2 separate regions of the Bombyx mori genome follow, and region 2 is linked to region 1. A link is a contact called in public Hi-C data. All regions are on one chromosome and are shown on one strand. The core of a region is the stretch at or near the end of the contact, and the rest is flanking DNA. Distances in the headings are between cores, read along the strand shown.

What was found. A called contact is a pair of places that touch in the nucleus more often than the background predicts.
Region 2: a Hi-C map of posterior silk gland shows a contact between it and region 1, with 3 times the contacts expected there. The contact joins two enhancer-like sites. A contact is called at or near these places in 2 of 7 Hi-C or Micro-C datasets (middle silk gland and posterior silk gland).

The regions. Positions count from the first base shown.
Region 1 is chr10:7,765,495-7,768,194 of ASM3026992v2, forward strand. It overlaps LOC101737447 (pre-rRNA 2'-O-ribose RNA methyltransferase FTSJ3), which reads left to right. Exons shown (of 10, transcript XM_004927547.5): 10 at 1-402. The coding sequence ends at 344. Among protein-coding and RNA genes, the nearest start is that of LOC101737447, 8.6 kb to the left of the region's middle. Within about 2 kb of position 1,382, at least 6 of the 8 cell types and tissues checked have open chromatin away from gene starts, as enhancers often do.
Region 2 is chr10:7,931,063-7,933,762 of ASM3026992v2, forward strand. All of the region lies in intron 1 of E75 (nuclear hormone receptor E75), which reads right to left. Among protein-coding and RNA genes, the nearest start is that of E75, 37 kb to the right of the region's middle. Within about 2 kb of position 1,274, at least 8 of the 8 cell types and tissues checked have open chromatin away from gene starts, as enhancers often do.

The DNA of each region.
Region 1 (2,700 bases), core at 132-2,631:
TGATCAAAAAGATGGAACGTGCAAAGAAAAAAGTCGAGGCGGTAATGGAGAACGCTGATATGTCCGAGCGAGAGAAAGCACAACAAGTGAGACAACTTTACAAGAAGGCACAATCTGATGGTAAAAAGAAAATCACTTATGTGGTGGCCAAGAAACATACAACTGCTAAGCGTATGAAGAGACCACAGGGCGTTAAGGGCCAGTACAAAGTGGTAGATCCGCGCATGAAAAAGGACTTACGTGCCCAAAAGGCAAAGGAGAAAACAAAAGGTCGAGGTAAAAAACAACCCAAGAAACAAAACAAGCCTAAAAAAGTCCCCAAAAAGAAAGGAAAAGCAAAGTGATCACTTGTGTTGTTAAAACAGAAATAAAAGTTTCTTTTATAAATTTATTATTATTTAATTGATTTTTTATTCTGAACCTCGAAACTAATCTCGAAGGCCGAAACGGTAGCAGTAACACACACCTTAACGTAAATAGAATGATCATTTACGTGCCCAATCTAATTTCTGGACCCAATGTAAAGGACGTAACGCTCATTATGTATTGCATAAAATTTTAAACTATTTAACAATTATTTTTAGCTATCGATTTTCATTCACCAACACCTATTACCTGTTACCTATCGTTTTTGGGAACATTTCTCTACACCCTCTTTAATACATATAGGGTGTTATCAATTTACTTTAGTGCTGGATGAATTATGTCAATTTAATGTAGATTGATTTATGTTGACCCTTGGTAATTGTATCAGGGTGGCTAGACCCATTAGCTAGCATTACAGAGATTATTTTTACTACTAAGGTCAGGGTTGATATTCGAATCCACGTGCGTCATTCGGCGGCGAGTTCAGGGACAGACATGCTATATAAATGATATCATTTCGTTTTGTGGCCTTGGTGTCTAATTCTGATTCGTTCCAACTACGCCGTCTGCCTACTAATGTTCTTTAGTGATTTTGCGAAGGATTGATTCGTATCAACAAATATAATTTTATACCCATTGTTTTAGTGTGCACAATAAAACAAAATAACCTTCCCGCCAGCAGACGGTTAAATAATTTCTCGTTACTTCCCAGTCATGACCTTTACCGATATTCTGTGGAAAATTATTAATAAATATATTGAAATTATTTGCTGACATGTTTAGTTCTGGTTTTAAACTACAACATTGAATAGTTATTCACCGGTAAATAGGCTCTGTTCTGTTTTACTTTGGAAATTAATTTTCACGGTCTTTATTAAAAGTTTTTCTTAAAAATGGAAGAGAGCGAAGAAGAACAGAAATTGTAACATGGGATGAGTTTGGAGGCCTTGAGGGGGTGTTATATGGAGGCAAACGGAGGGTCGGCAGCGCTATATCGAGCGCACGATCACGGCCAAGGCCGCTCGCCGCCGACGCGCTACCGACCGTTCCGTGCCCTCTGCCGCCCAATCCCGACCACTTTACTACATATCAACAAAATATCTTAATAATATTAGCATATCTATACTAACTAGGGGTGCCCCGGTAGTCGAATTTCGACTATAATTAATTGAAATTATAAGTTATAAAGACTATTATTTTACTTCCTATAATCACAGGTTTCGCGAAGGCTACATAATAGACAAAAAATATTAATCTATTCTCAATTTGACCACAGACTTGGAACAATAACTAAAGTTTGACAATGAACGAAGAGTACATGGTACGTGGTAGTATGTGTCATGTTTCTTTTATTGATTTAATGTATTATTTAGGCATAATTTAAAAAAATATTAACATTCTGCACTCCTTCTCTATAGCTCTCTAAGTGTGAGAAATTTCATGCTCCTCCGTCCACGCTATTTTCGTAAAAAGGATACAAAGTTTATCCTTCACGTATTAATATATGGATATATAAATCTACAGTGGTTTTTACGGATGTTCCGTTATAACTACTGAACCATGCATCCGATTGACTTAAAACTTGGTATCCATGTAGAAAATACATGTACTTAATGGATAGGCTAATATTTATGAGTGTTGGACTCCCTAATAATAATGACAATAAATAATAATGGTTAATTTAAATGCCCAGCGAAGCGGACGAGTACGGCTAGTTCGCATTTATATGCCTAATTATATTTCAATATATTTCGAATATACTAATATTATTATTAGTATATTCGAAAGTAGTTGTGGCCTAAAGGATAAGACGTCCGGTGCATTTGTGTTGAGCGATGCACCGGTGTTCGAATCTCAAACGGGTAATAATTTTTCTAAGAAATATGTACTTAACAAATGTTCACGATTGACTTCCACAGTAAAGGAATAGCATTGCGTAATAAAAATTAAACCCGCAAAATTATAATTTGTGTAATTACTGGTGGTAGGTCCTCTTGTGAGTCCGCACGGGTAGGTACCACCACCCTGCCTGTTTCTGCCGTCAAGCAGTAATGCGTTTCGGTTTGAAGGGTAGGGCAGCCGTTGTAACTATACTGAGACCTTAGAACTCATATCTCAAGGTAGGTGGCGGCATTTACCTTGTAGATATCTATGGGCTCCGGTAACCACTTAACACCAGGTGGGCTGTGAGCTCGTCCACCCATCTAAGCAATAAAAAGAAAATCTCTATTATGAAAACTTACCGTATTATGTATTATTATACATTCTTAAAGAATACAGTTCGCTAATATGTTCAAAGATTTATCTACCTAAGCTCTAAGAGCTTGTTTTTAT
Region 2 (2,700 bases), core at 24-2,523, 170 kb after region 1:
AACCTCAAATAAATGTGGTTTATTTTTTAATGAGGAGTTTTTTGTTGGCAAGTAATATATAGTATTTAAAATATTAATTGTGCATAAGTTTTTGTTTTTTTAACCTAGAAAGAGAGAGGCAGAGATTCATAATGAGTCATTAAATTATCACCTACATCCAACTACTCTGTTCTCTAATAATAGCCATACCGATATCATTGAGAGATCGACTTCTGCCTCAAGATGTCTCATGGTAGGCGTATAGCAGCATTCTTGTTACGGTGTCTGTGGATTCCGTAACTATTTAAGACAGGCGGGCGTCATTTGCAATCAACTCCAATTTTAAAAATATCCAAAAAGTGAGTGGAAAATACTGACTTTCAGTTTATGATGTTTCGTATTAAATTGTTTTGTTGTTGTTTGCTTAGACGGGTGGACGCGCTCAGTTGGTGTTGAGCCATTACAGGGACCCGTAGTCATCAAAGAGCGAGTCCCGCCCCTACTTTGAGACACGAAATCTTATTTGTTTAGTTTAACGGCTGTACGTATGTGGTATGGACATATTGTGATGCGTAGAGAGAAGATGCATGTGACTAGGAGATGTATGGAAATGTAGTGCAAGGTAGAGGAGGAAGAGGTCGACCGAAGACATGGATGGAGTGTGTCAATGAAGGCTCATAGAAGAAAAGAATGGAAGAGAAAAATTAACTGTGCCGACCCCACCTAATGGGATAAGGTGGAGAAAAAGAAGAGGAGAACGGCTGTACGTACGGCCGGAATGCAATACTGCTTCACAAAATAGAGAACGTAGAATAATACTATAGACAAGACGGTTATTCCAATTGCATAAGCACTTTACCACCAGTATATCATCAGTATCAGAAACAACATGCAATTATAAAAAAATACACTAAGACCCAAATACTTAAAATCTAATACTTGATGATATTATAGATTAGTAGTTTATATAGTGCGATAAACCATTTATTGAATAGTATATTATAAATAGTAACAGCGAATACCAATAATACTATTATAAAATAATAATACTACAGAATAATTAAATCCGGCTCGCCAATCAATAACTAACCAGTGAAGCTATCGTAAATGTACTTCTACAAAAACTTTGTTAACTAATTCTATTTGCTATTCACAGCACAAGGCTATAAACATATAAAAATAGGTCAAACCATAATGGGCAATGTAATAAACAAAATGATCTCACTCATTTGTTTTAAAGGGAGCGACGACCGAGTGACGCATTTTGTTACGTGGAACGTGCTAAAGAACTGATCGCTGACGTAGTACAGTCGCAAAATCACCGTCCGGCAGCGCTTAGTCTACACTCTACAGAACATGACAATGTGATGAATCGCGAAGTTTCCAACCAAATATTTTTAGACTGATAACCACACATTAATGACAAAATTAAAAACATAATAATATGTTGAATTCACTATCAGTAATTATTTAATAGGTATTATGTAAAGTAAAAAGAGATCTTACTGTGTTTGTTTGTATTATTTAAATATCGCGCCATGCAATATAAACACAAAAAATATTATTTATAAAGGTAGGTAATTGGATAGATACTTAATTAAATATTCGTTTTGGTAATATAATATATTATTAATACATGGTAATATAAAAAAATTGTAAGGTAAGTAAAAATCTTATTTTAAATTTCAGTATACGAGTAAAAAGCTGATTGAACTTCTTAACAAGCAATGCCACCTATATTTTATTATGTGAAACTCAAAAAGAAAGTTACACTGGCATAGCGCCATCTAGCGAACTCTTCCAACATGACGATGGTCTGCAGATTCCTTGCGTACAAAAAGGTTTCAAAATGGCTGCTAGAGTACGCTGATCTCAATTTTGTTAAAAAACCAATGGAATAAATTAGAATTTTGTCCGCAATTTTCATAGAGTAAAACGATTAAATATTCCATATTATATAAATAAATAGATGAAACTGTTAAATACCTATCATATCTTCTTTGATTCTCAAAAAAAATTTCTTTAAAAACATACCCACATAATAATATATTTTCTAAAATACATAATTTGTTTCTCGGAAGTGTAGTTACATTTGATTTTTTTAAATCAATTTTAATTGTGTATCTTGGCAAAACATATTTGCTGATTTGCTCAGTCCTGACGTAAATAACTAGGCACGTAATGTAACCTCCAGCCGACTTTCGGACTATCGTCCGGAACAAATACATGACTGACCTACAAACACTCGTGAATACAAAAAGATAATATCGCTCATCCTTGTCTCTCCAACGAGTCGTAACGATGTGCAAGCGCGAAGGTGAATCTTGCTGCGATGACGAGCCTCCGCTCCCAATGTCAAGTTCACCGATTATTATTAGTGTTCAATGCCACAAAACACATGCTCATGCAAACATAATAGCGGAGCGCTGCCCAGACTTAAATTACGTATACAAACAAGAAACGATATTTTCCAGATTTACACCTTTAATTGCCTGCGTTGACTTTGCGAATATTTCCATGCCGTTGGATAATTTGAGTAATATAATGTATTTGGAATAATAAAGTCCAGTAGGTACTTACGTGTGTTTAGGATATATAGCGTTTATTAGAATGTAGGAACTACAGTCCTTTTTTTGAGAAAGTATTTTAGTTCTTGGTAAGAAAAAGCTCATTATTTAAATTTAATATTGAAATTATAAAGTAGTTATGACATAGGTACGT